Regions from separate parts of the Mus musculus genome. Here region 1 is linked to region 2. The links are chromatin contacts, called in public promoter capture Hi-C maps. All regions are on one chromosome and are shown on one strand. The core of a region is the stretch at or near the end of the contact, and the rest is flanking DNA. Distances in the headings are between cores, read along the strand shown.

What was found. Promoter capture Hi-C pulls out the DNA fragments that hold promoters and counts their contacts.
Region 1: a contact with region 2 is called in a promoter capture Hi-C map of pre-B cells, with 2.1 times the contacts expected there. The contact joins the promoter of Pik3r6 here to the promoter of Gas7 in region 2. A contact is called at or near these places in 2 of 39 promoter capture datasets (the C10 cell line and pre-B cells).

The regions. Positions count from the first base shown.
Region 1 is chr11:68,501,758-68,508,725 of GRCm38.p6, reverse strand. Pik3r6 (phosphoinositide-3-kinase regulatory subunit 5) reads right to left here and starts at 5,707. Exons shown (of 20, transcript NM_001081566.2): 1 at 5,479-5,707.
Region 2 is chr11:67,585,097-67,591,481 of GRCm38.p6, reverse strand. It overlaps Gas7 (growth arrest specific 7), which reads right to left and starts at 4,982. Exons shown (of 14, transcript NM_001109657.3): 1 at 4,667-4,982. The coding sequence starts at 4,669.

The sequences.
Region 1 (6,968 bases), core at 4,458-6,957, 920 kb before region 2:
GCCTGACTTAGCCATCTCCCTCGTTTCCTAGATTCAGGTGATGTCAGGGGTGGGGGGAGGAACCTGGACACAATGATTTTCTTAGTTAATGGTTAAAAATTACTTTTTACAATAAAACCCTTGTATGTCTTCAAAATCTGAAGGCACAAATGGCTCTAAGGCAAAAAGCAAGCATCTTTCTCAGTTATCCTCTGGTTCATTCCATTTCCTTCCCCAGAAACTTCTCACAGCATTTGGAAAAAAAAATGCATCTGTGCCCAGCATTGAAAAGTCAGATTTAACATATACATCAAAATTTCAACTTTTATTTAAAATATGGAACTAGAAAACCTGAGGACATGGGTCCATAGTTCCGCATGTCAACAATCAAGTGGCATTGAATTATGGTTGTTCCTATTGAAAGCCAAGTGCTCCCTGGGGTCACCAGTCACATTCACAATACAGAGGCCTTGGTAGTGCAGTGCCACCACCAAGAACTGTTAGCTCATGCCATGACACCTGCTTGGCTTTTAACAAGGACTCGTGGCCAGGTAAGAGCTGTATCAGTGATTTAAGTTTCAGTAGTTAAAACAGTAATAAACGGGGCAAGTTGTACATGCCTTAATATCAGCACTCAGCATGGAGTAGAGGCAGGTGGATTCCTGTGAGTTTAAGGCTAGCCTGGATTACATAGTGAGACCATTCCTCAAAGAAGGAAAAGAAAAGAAAGGAAGGGAGAATGAAAGAGAGGAAGGAAGGAAGGAAGGAAGGAAGGAAGGAGAAAGAGAGGAGAAGAGAAATTAAGAAAAGAAAGCCAAGGTAATCACAGACTGCCTGATACGAGCTGGGCATAAGGACAGTCCCATGACGTCTATGTACATCATATACATCATCAGGCAACATTAATGGTCACTCAGTATCGCCACACAGCACCTGATTTATTACACTGTGTTTGTTAGCCCTCTGGTTGCCTCCACTAGAGTGCTGCTCCCCCAGGGCAGGAGCTCCGTTTTGTGCAGCACTCTCACATTATGTCAGTTACATTGCTTATGTCATATGGAAGGTCCCTTTACCAAAAATTAAAAGCCTGGTGCTTTTGGAAAACAAGACAGTGTCACTATCCCCAAACAGCCCTGAGACAGGCAAGTCTGCTGGGCACAGCTGGCACAGCATACGGCTTAAAAAACAGATTGTACTGATGCCAGGAACAATGACAAAAAGACCGTAGCTCTACAGAGTGGGAAGGTGGACACAGGGCAGGGAAGGACCTTGTGCTTTGCCACACTCACATGGTGTCACCGCAGATGGCTGATCTGACTCAGGCTCCATCGTGGACAGCTCAAGTTGCAATGTCACGTCACAAAGTACGTGCAAGACACTGAGCAGCCTGAAAGGACCCAGATATAGCTGTCTCTTGTGAGACTATGCCGGGGCCTAGCAAACACAGAAATGGATGCTCACAGTCAGCTATTGGATGGATCACAGGGCCCCCAATGGAGAAGCTAGAGAAAGTACCCAAGGAGCTGAAGGGGTCTGCAACCCTATAGGTGGAACAACAATATGAACTAACCAGTACCCCCAGAGCTCCTGTCTCTAGCTGCATATGTATCAGAAGATGGCCTAGTTGGCCATCAGTGGAAAGAGAGGCCCATTGGTCGTGCAAACTTTATCTGGTTGGGAACGCCAGGGCCAAGAAGTGGGAGTGGGAGGGTGGGGGAGTGGGTGGGGGAGCGTGTGGGGGACTTTTGGGATAGCATTGGAAATTTAAATGAAATAAATACCTAATAAAAAAGAAATAAAAAAAGAAGTTTAAAACAGAAATAAAGAAATAAATGATTTTGGATTAAAAAAAAAAAAAAGACACTGAGCAGCCAAAGGCACGCCAGAGCTCAGCTCACAGTCCCACCATCTCCTAGTTCCCCTAATGACTGCAAAGATGCGGTGCCTCAGGACAGCAAGACTCAACCAGGAAGAATCCCAGCAGATGTGGCCTATGGCAGGTATCATGGACTCTGACCTTTTGGGCCCCACAACATCCATTCTCTGTTTTACCCACTACCTCATCCTTGACCGTCTATCCTTACATGCCAGAAACCATCTTATAAGCAAGCATAAGAATGGAATCTTTGCTGGGTCAAGTGGCACAGATGTAGCACAAACTTGTTATGGAAGTCTAAGTAGGAGGATCCCAAGTTCAAGGCTTGCCAGGGCTACAGGATGAGCTCAAGGTGAGACCTTGTCTCAAACGGAAAAGTAAAGTGGGCAGGGGATATAGGTCAGTAGGAGAGCACTTGCCTAGGGGATGGATATAGGTCAGTAGGAGAGCACTTACCTAGGGGATATAGGTCAGTAAGAGAGCACTTGCCTAGGGGATGGATATAGGTCAGTAGGAGAGCACTTGCCTAGTTTGTTTGAGGCCCTAAGTTCAACCCAAACACTAGCAGGGGAAAGAATGTCGCATTGAAATGGAATAGGTAGATGGATCCACCCATTCACTCAGCTATTCACGGAACACTGTGTGTGCACGGAAAGGCAATAGAATGTGAAGTGAGGGTGGAGGGCTTGGGCAACAAACTAAGTAATTAAATTGTGTATTATTTGATAAATGCAATAAAGTGAGGCTAGAAAGAAAAAACGAGAGGTCGCGGAGTTAAAGAGAGGCTTGGAGGCTTGGTGTATGATTCAATATATTTCATTTTTAGTCTTTAGTCAGAGATAGATAGACAGTTTGCAATAATGAACACTTACCAGTCACAAAGTGACGTCATATGTGTGTGAAATGTGGGGTGATGAGATCAAGAGAATTGACCCTATCTTATCCTTAGTGTTTCCTGTGCTGAAATACATTTTTTTCTCTTAATGAGTTTCTTCTTTTCTTTTCTTCTTTCTCTGTCGTTAGGTCTCATGGTTTATGCAGCACCCTCAAGTGGCAGACTAACTTGTAAGAAAGACCAAAAATTCCTTCACCATTCTTGGGACCAGTAAGATGACTCTGTGGGGAAAGGTGCTTGCAGCCAAGCCTGACGACCTGAGTTTGGTCCTTGGGACTCACAGGTGGAAGGGAGAAGCAACTCCTACAGATTATCCTCTGACCTCCATCTGGGTGTTTGCTACACACACACACACACACACACACACACACACACACACACACACACAAACACTTAAATAATTAAACAGAAGACCCCTCATTATTTTTTGACAGAAAGATGAGATCAGAGACAAAATAAGTACATAAATAAATAAACAAGGGAAAGAAAAAAGGGAGGAGGGACTGGGGGGGACCCAGAGAGCTTTCTCTTAAGTTCAGAACATTAGCAAGGATCAGCTCTTGGGGCAGGTGTGTGAGGCAGGCTACAGCCTTGAGTGTAACAGGTGGGAAGAGTGAATGGGAGCCCTGGGCCCTTGTAGCCTCTGTGTGATCCTGTCAGCAGCCTTGCTGGAGGAAGCTCAGAGCTGCTGGGCTGGGATTGGGGCTGAAGCTCTGAAAGAGCCTCACAGCCCTGTCCTTTGCTGCACGCATTCCAACAGCATCCCTGCGCCCAGCCGTCCAAACAGACGGACACTGTATGCATGTCCGGCCTGATACAGCCCCTCTTGCAAGGCCAAACCCTGGAGCAACAGCAGAGAACTTGCAGGTAGTCTTTCTGCTTCCCTATGACCTGCAGTCACCCCCCCCCCCAGAGAGACAGAGATACGCAGAGATGGAAACAGCCTGCGGAGCCTCTGTCACCCACGTTCACCACCTCTCACCTCTCCATGTAGCCTCCCCGCCTGCCTCTCCCACCGGAGTATCCATTCTCACTGCCGGAGTTCAGGGGCAGACCACACTTAACAGACAATATAACTTTTTTTTCTTTAAATTAAACAACAGCATATGACTATTGGGCAGATCTTCAAACCATAGCAAGTGATTAGTGGGCAAGCGGAAATGCAGGCAGAGCTCTGAGTTTCTGGGACCCTCCTCAGCCCCCAGGGCCAATCAGGATTTTAAAGATTCCTAAAGACCTTGCCTCCTTGCAGGCTCTGTAAAGGGCTTCGGGCCAACTTCCTTGGGGTGTCTAGCGGTGCTTAAAGGAAACACCTGAATAGGACAGAGCAGTAAGAGCAACAACATTGTTCCCAGGGAGGCTGAGAGGATCCGAGGGTCCTGGATGCTGAGGGGCCACAGGAACTGAAGCCTGGCCTTTGTGTGCCTTTCAGGCATCATGGCCTTGGAAACAGCATGAGGGCATTGCAGTAGGCCTGTGACAGGTGATGAGGCCCTGCATCCTAGCCCACACTGACTGGGGTCTAACCTAGCCTATACTGAGGCTATTGTAAGTCTGAACGGCTTCTCTCTCTCTCTCTCTCAATCTCTCTCTCTCTCTCTCTCTCTCTCTCTCTCTCTCTCTCTCTCCCTCCCTCTCTCCTCTTTCTTACTCCATACCTATTTACAAACCTGTGGGCTTTTTGCATGCTAGGCACGGTGCTGTGCCACTGAGCAACAGCCCCAGCCCTCCTCAGCTTTAAAGGAAACACCATTGCAGCCCTTGTCACATAGGATGGGCAGGAGAACTGTGCCTGGTAAGACATGAGACCTGCCCGGAGCTAAATCAATGAATGAGGATAGTCCCACACTGCATCTTTTGCCACACAAAGTCTCTAGGTCTCTGCTCCCTCATCCTCAATCATATATCTACTGACCTGCCTCTGAGATTTGCACTCTGGGCTCTCTCCTCCAGGGGTGCTCCAGGGCCAGCCTCACCTCTGCATATAAGCCCTCCCGATCTCTGAAGCTTCATCCTGATCTCACCTCACTTTCCCTATATCTGTCTCCAAGTCCCGGCTCACCAGCAATTTTTTGCCTTATATTACTGTATCAGACAACCAAGGCCTTGTCTCAGCCCCTGGAGCAGGAGGCCAACAACCTAAGAGCACAGATGCCCCTCCCTGTACCCCCTCCTGGTCTCTCTGTGAGAGTGTGAGTGCACGCACACACACACATACACACCACACCAGCCAGCCCTGACAGTCACTAAATACCCAGAAGAGAGATGGACAGATGACGTCTTGGAAGCAACATAGACAGGGATTCAGGATTCTCCCTGCTCGCTCATTTATTCTGTGACCTGCTGCGATTTACTTCCCTGCGCTGAGTCTTGGTCTATTCCTGACCCAAGATGGGCATTGAAGCACTTACCCACCCAACCTCTAGTTCCTGAAAGAATCACAGCTATACAGCATTGGCCTTACCCTATTATCGCTAACAGGCACAGAGTTCGAGGGGTAAAACAAGAAAGGTCTCCTCACAAGATCTTGGGTCCTCTCCTCATTGGAAAATAGGTTGAACAGAAATAGCTGGCAGGTGCTCTTACTGTCACAGCAGGACCAGCCTTCTGAGACGTGGGCTCCTTAGGGCTCTTCATCCACCAGCCGCTTCCATGTTGAACCTCATCTGGGTCCAGCCCTGTCTCTCCCAACTCCCTCCTCAGACACTCTGCCCCAGTCAGAACCTACCTTAGCTGGACCACAGTTGTCCACGTCCCCAGACCCTCCAGCCAATGAGCTCCTGAGGTCCTGTTCAGGAGGCCAGCAACCCCAAGGACCAGATGTCCCAAAGGAGCCAAAGAGAGCTTGTCGTCCTGACTGTCCACTCTAGAGATCTGCAGAAAAAGTTCTTCCTCACACAGCTAGTCCTGTCCCTCCCCTTCCTTCCCCTTCCCCTTCCTCATGGCCCACAAAGCCCCTCCCAGGCATATCCTGCTGAGGCTTTTTTTTTTTTTTCAAAGAAGTGGGTGTGGTCACTCACTGTCCCTGGGGGTTCCTTATTCTGGCCTAATGCAAGTGACCTGTCTGGAGGGATGAACATTTCCACAAGGGATGGATATGTCCACTCTCATGCTGATGAGGTTCTGAAGCAGAAATCTAGCCTTTCCAAAGGTCCAGGTACCCCACTTATGTCCCATCCTACGGTGGGCATGAGGGACCAGATGTCTGTTAACCTCCTGACATCTGACATGCACAGGCTGAACTATTTCACACCAAACCAGCATCTCTGTCACCTCAGAACAGAAACCCTGTGTCATCCCAGCATCTGTCCCCCACATTTGCATCTTAGACCACATCAAGTCTGCTCAGCACTGCCTCCCCAGCCTGTGGGCTCTGTCCTGAGCTGTGACAAAGCCTGTCCTTGAGCCACTTCCTTAATCTCACCCCTGAGTAGCTCCTCACTGCAGCCTCTCCGCACCCTAGTGAAGGTTCTTAACTACCCAGGCTGCCAGGTGTGGTGGTCCATGCCTTTGATCCAGATGCTTTGGAGGCAGAAGCAGAGGCAGGGGCAGAGGCAGAGGCAGAGGCAGAGGCAGAGGCAGAGGCAGAGGCAGAGGCAGAGGCAGAGGCAGAGGCAGAGGCAGAGGCAGAGGCAGAGGCAGAGGCAGAGGCAGAGGCAGAGGCAGAGGCAGAGGCAGAGGCAGAGGCAGAGGCAGAGGCAGAGGCAGAGGCAGAGGCAGATCTGTGAGTTCAAGGCCAGCCTTGTCTACATATCCAGATCCAGACCAGCCAGGGCTGCATATTGCTAGCCTGTCTCTAAACAGACAAACAAAAACCATCGAGGCCATGGGACTCTCCTTCCAATGTTTTTCTTGGGTCATCTCTCTTCTCGGGGAAGAATAGGAAACAGGGCAAAGGGGCAAGAGGAAAAGCTGGGCAGGAATGTCAAGAAGGGACCAGTGGTCAGTGGTGGCAAATGTCAAGGCTAGGGAAGGACAGTTTGGGCACTGAGAGGAAGCTCCACCTCCTTGGCCTCCTCTCATTCCACCTCCCTCTTCCCCTCCTCCTCTATCTCAGACTTGAAATAAAAAACACAGGAACATCTCCAACACACTTTTTAGGCCTCTTTTAAAAAGTCACAGACTCTATGGTCACATCCTATTGGTAAATTGGCTCTGGAGAGTGTCAGGCAGATCAATAGTGATACTGTCTTTGAAGCACCTAGATCCAGTCATGCC
Region 2 (6,385 bases), core at 3,733-6,232:
GAAAGGTAGTTTATTTGACCCACAGTTTCCATATGTATGCAGAAGGGACTGAACATACGGGGCATCTCAGCTTCAGAGCACTGGTCTTTAGTGAGAATTAATTTGTGAGAACTAACCTGCTCAGGGAGATAAGCATTAATTCCTTCCAGGGACCATGTTCCCATACCATAACAACCTTCTGCCTCTTAGGGATTTGTCCCTCAGCATGCCCACACACATTATCAGATGAGTCTAATTGCATCTAAACCTCAGCGCCAACTATTAGCAGATTTCCCCAGTTCCTAGCCTGTGTAGATGAGCACACTCTCTTCTATCTTATACCCAGCAACATCAACAGGCTGGGTCATTCTCATTGTTTACCTCCAAATGCAGACGACCAAAGCATTAGCAGAAACCACAGTGGCCCAGGCATAAAGAATCAGTGTTCCAAAATGAGTTCGAAGTGTGCGTTTCCTCTGGCCTTGGCTTCTTTATCTATAAAATGAGATCGTCGTAGTCCCCTAAGATGATTTTAGAACCCAGGATAAATCTTTCATAATAGAGCCCAAAGCCACCACTGGAGACCTTCAAAAACATTTAAATCTCTAGTTCAGCTTGTAAAAGCAGCAACCACATAGACAAAAGCAACAGAGGCCTCCTGCCCAGGAACATGGATGTTTATAAACATTGTTTTCATTATTGTTATCTTTAATTCATTGTGGTCTCTCATGAGGAAAAGGTTTCAGATGTTAAAGTACGACCTAGACTTTTTTTTTCTGTCTCCAGCTCTATAGGGTAACTTTGAAAGACACTTTAGGGATGGTTTCCTTGGTAGAGTAAAATCCACCGTTATGATTTCTGGCCAAAGAGAGCCCTGCCACCACTTAGTGTTAGGGGAGGAACAGCTAGGCACCACGCAAGACCCACCCTGCACTGCCAGCCCTTCTTTATCACTAAATTTACAGTGCTCCAAAACAGACTTTTACTACCTCTGGCCTTTTCTCAAGTTGTTATGCCTCTTAAGAAAATTCCATAATTCAATTTACTAAGCACTCCCTTCCATTCAGAAATGGATATAAGAAGGCCAGAAGTATATGCAAAAGCTGAAAACTGAATTTCAAAGTAGAAAATGAGGAGGTTCTAGAGCCTGGGAAGAGTACAGGGAAGAGAAAGGTGGCAAGAAGTGAGAAGAAAGTTCTAGAGTGCAGCTGGGTAGAAGGGTGCCTTTTCATGGACCAGAGCACGGGGAACAGCTATGGTTGACAGCAATTAATTGAATATTTCAAAACAGCTGACAGAGAGGCTTTTTAACATTGCCCACACAAAGAAATGATATTCAGCTGAGTTGATGGATAGGCCAATCACTCTGATATGATCGTTAACATTATGCCCCATAAATATGGACAATTATGTGTCAATTATAGCAATGGCTCAGCAGGCAGAGGAGGACACCGATCAAGCCTGACAAGTTGAGTTCCATCCCTGGGATCCTCATAGTGGAAAATCACAATGGACTCTTGCAAGTTGTCTTCTGTCTCCCACCCATGCCATGACGTCTGTGTATGTGTGTGTCTTGCGCACGCGCAAGACACACACACACACACACACACACACACACACACACACACACACACACAGAGAGAGAGAGAGAGAGAGAGAGAGAGAGAGAGAGAGAGAGAGATACTGTATATAAAATTAAAAAAAAATTGAGGCCGAGCAACAGTGGCGCATGCCTTTAATCCCAGCACTTGGGAGGCAGAGGCAGGTGGACTTCTGAGTTCGAGGCCAGCCTGGTCCACAGAGTGAGTTCCAGGACAGCCGGGGCTACTCAGAGAAACCCTGTCTCGAAAAAATCCAACCAACCAACCAACCAACCAATCAATCAATAAAACGTAATTTTTCAAAAGTTAATGCATTAAATAGGAGGCTAGAGAGACGTCTTGATGGTTAGCAGCACACACTGCTCTCGCAGAGCACCCAAATTCAGTTCCTAAGATTTACTTTGGGCAGCTCACAACCCCCTGTAACTCTAGCTCCTGGAGATCCAAAATCCTCTTCTAGCCTTTGAAGGCACTTAAACTCCTGTGTAAGTAACCACTCCCTTCACATATACACATTAAAAAATAATAATAAAATCCTTTTTAAAAGCATTAACAACAACCACAATCCAAGATGTTGAGAATTAGGAAAGACAGTTGAAGGCTGTTTTTTTCCACTGGCCACAGGCTCAACATATCATGCAAAGCAGCTGCCCACTGGAAAGGAACTTCAAGGGCAAGGGACTGCCCTGTCCCTGCAGATGCTCTGGGGACAAAAGGGGACTTCTTCAGGGAGCCGGTGTCATTTTAGCGACAGGCCAACTGTGCCTCATTAGGGAATAGAGGTGGGTGCCGCTGCCTGCCAGCTGTGGCTGCCGTCCAGCTGGCCTGACTTTGTGGTCACTTCTTGTGGGCTGCAGCAACCCACAGGCACTGAAAGAAAGCGGAAGTAGCCAGTCTCACCATGGAGACGCGTTCTAGTTACTCTGCAGTGCCAACTGCTCGTGCTTACAGCCGTTTTGTTCAAAGATGCCTGACTCCCCTAATTGGTTCTGAAACAGTAGCCTGCAGAAAGATGAAAGCTGACAGGCAGTTTCCAGAGTCAGTAAAGGTGTGATCCTACCAACCCCACTTGGCAAAGCTTTTGGATCCACCGATAGAGAGACATAAGAACCAGGCAGACGATAACTACCAAGACCTTGCCATAGAGGACACACCACCAGACCATAGCAACAAGCAAGAGGCACACAGAATGTGGGCTGTGCTCCCAGGGGCCATGTTTGAAGCTGTAGCAGCCTTGTTTTGAGATCTTAAGCAACCCGTCTCATCCCTGTCAGGAGGGCCTTGATTTCTTCATCTCTCAAATGTGGAAGTTGGACCAGATGGCCTGTGAGGGCTTATTTTGAACAGATATCATCGAATGCTCAATGATTCTAAATGCTAGTATATCTGTTTTAAGGATGTGCCATTTATGTAGAGAAGGGAGGGGAGTCATATTCATGTACAGACATGTGACTCAGAAGCCTGGTCCTCTTCGTAAACGCTGCCAGTGCCCAGCCTCTTAGGATTGCATCTGTCACTACACTGAGTTTTGTCTTAATAGACCCTTCACTGTGAAAGCCACTTTCAAGGACCCAGAGCTGTCTGTCCTGAAACCTGTTTTCCCAGCTGGTATCCCGGGCTTCTGTCTCTGTTCCTGTCAATGTGTCACTAGAAGCCAGAGTCACACACCAGGCGGGTTCCAGTAGAGCCTGTCACCTAAGTAATAAGTATATCCACTTCACCACTATACCCTAGACACACAGTCCATTTCAACTTAGGCACACCCCAGCAATGGACCTGCACCTCCACGTGTCCCACATTGCTACAAGCTGGCCTTGAACCCTTCCTTGCTCTCAGGATACGAGTGTGCATGTTCTCTGCGGATCCTCCCTTCCTCCTCAGGGCTGATCAGGCCCAGCAGCATCTCCATAGCTTGCCGTAGTCCAATCTTGAGCATTCCTCACTTGGTTATAACATGATGGTCTAGCCTGTGGTCCTTCCAGCAGTAACTCTCCAAGGGTGGTCCTCTGAACCAGCATCACACGTGTCCTTTGGGAGATAACTAAAAATGTAGAATCCCAGTCTTGGCCCAGCACTACATCTGTGGGTCTAAGCCCCCCTGGACCATTCAGACACCGGTTTATTATTACAAAACTTCCGTATACATATTCTTGGGAGGTCAAGGGTCCCAGTTAGAGGATACTCTTGGGTAGCAAGCATTATTGTCTTCTCCTGGTCCCAGTTCAAGCTTCTGGGAAGGAATGTTCAAATCAGGGGTGCTTGGTGGCCTAGCAAGGTGGAGGAAGATTCCATGAAGGATCTGAGTAGCCTTGCCTTGTGAACTGGACCTCACAGCCACAGAGAACCTTAGCAGTGGGAAGGGGGATGCCATACAAAGCCTAGGCTAAAGGGCAGATCATAGGAAAGGCGACCATCCAGGCTCAGAGGTCAGCAAAACAAGGTTTTCTATCCCCACTATCTCAGAAAAGCTTCCACTGACAAACTGAGAGGAGGCATGTGCCAATCTGGAAACCGAGTTAGATGTCACTGCTGCCTAACTACCATCTGGGGAGCGGAGACACCCAAAGGCTCCCTTTACCTTCCCCTAATGCAGAGATTCACTGTTCTTCCCTAGATCTTGCACCTCAGAACTTTCCCGGTAAATCTGGGGCATGGGGGAGATGCCAGATGGGCAGGAAGAAGCCATGCTTTATATTTAGAAAAATATAATATATAATATATATAGAAAAAGAAGAATGGTACAAAGGTATAAATAAGTCCACAGTGGCTCTCTTCTCCATCACATGCCTTTAACTACCTGTCTCAGGTGAGCCTTCCCACTCCAAACACTCCTCTCCCATCTTTCCACACAACTCCTCACCCCACCCCACCCCCACCCATCGTTTACTCTCTGCCCATACCTCCTCTTTCTGCTCTTGTCTTGGGCACATATGCCCTCTTGGCACAGGGTCCACAGAACTTCCAGACTCACCAAGTACTATCCAATCTCACAGGGTCTTCAGAATCTCCTCTCTGCACTATGAAAGGCATTTTCACAACAGACAGAGAGGGTAGGTCAAGCATACTTCTGCAGGAGTGGTTCTTACCATGAGTGCTCAGCTGGTCCTTAAGGGCAGTTGCTATGGAAGAGATGCCAGGGCTGGTCTGAAGCCCCAGGCTCAGGACTGGGCTCCAGGCAACTTGTTCTGCATGGCACCTTCTGAGGAAAGTGTGGCTGAAGCAAGCAGCTGCCCCGGGGCCAGTGCGCTGAGCACCCTGGGGGATGTTCCTGTGGCTTTTCTCATCACTGACATCTCTGTTCTTTCACAAAGAACCCACTACATTGCACAGTTCCTCCCAAATCTGCTCCCGTGCCTGTTGGGAAATCAACAGCCCATGCAGGCCTTTCCAGATACAATTTCTAGAGGACTTCCCCTCCCACCCCCTTTCTCAGCCTAAAAAAAAATTGGCTTAGGTCAGAGCATACAATAGCCAAGCCTGTGTCACTGACCAGATGACTCCCACCCCAAGGCCTATGAACAAGGGCACCTTTGTCTACTGCATTTTAGACAGGACTCCCTGGGCCTGCCTTATCCCTGCTGGGAGAAGTTTCAGCCAACTTCTTCCCAAACCTAAGTCAGGGCTCTGGCTTGGGCCTGGCTCCAGCTGTGTGAATCCAAGGTCTGATAAAAGCCAGTATGAAAAGAGTGGAGAATTTCCAGAAAGAACGATTGTGTGAAACTAATCTCTGGCCTTGGCTTTCAATCTATGCTCACTATCTATCACCAAAGGCTGTAAGTAAAGACAGGGCTGGACCCAAGAGCAATGCTGTATCTACTACCAGTTATATAGGTTAGGTAGGGGCCTGGATCCCCAGTGAATCTGATGTCCTGTTTAAAAGCTTTCTGGAAGCTGGGGAGTCAGTTCTGTGGGGAGAATGTTTGTTGAGCTAGCATGAGAACCTAAATTCAGATCCCCAGAACACAAGAAAACCAGATATCCACAGTAGAATATGTCCATAACCACAGAGGTTTTAGGTAAGACAGAAGATAGGCAGGAAATCTGGAAGCTCCTGGAAGCTCGTGGGCCAGGTAGCCTGAGGTGTGGAAGGACAAACAAGAGATATCATCTCAAAGGAGGTGAAAGGCAAAGATTCGCAGCTGAGATAGGCATGCCATGACACACAGATGGCTGTGTTCACACATGCACACACACACATATGTGCACATACAGATGTACACACAGATAGACAAATAAACAAACAGAGGCCTTCTGGAGCCATTAAAGTTTTAGCACTCAGATTGTATATTTCTGTTTACTTTCTGTTACAAACTCTGGGATTTTAGCAACTGATTGCTTTTTGTGTGTGTGCTAGGACTCGAACTCAGGGCCTTCTGTATGCTAGATGAGCATTCTACCAAGAGGCTGCAGTCCCTGACTGGTTCTTTATATAGGATTATGTAAATCAGGTTACCACCCAGCAATGGAGTCAGTCCAGGGTCTCAGTGGTGCTGCTGTTACACTGCTCTGAGGTCTCAGACAAGGCAGGCAGGCTTCAGGTTTTTCCCAGAGGTTAAGTAGAGACACTTGAGTATCTTTCTAAATGGATGCGAAGGGAAAAATAAAACAGCACTTGGTGCAGTGAGGACACTGCGCACACTCGGTAAGAGCTGCTGCCGTGTTTTTATTCTCACAGTGGCTCAAAGTGTGGGAGACAGGCAGCTGTCCCCGAGCACAAGACAAAGTCTACATTTGATAACAAAAAGCAAATAAGCCGAGTGAAAAATCAGCACAGGTCATCCTTCCAAAGTTATAACATGGCCTGT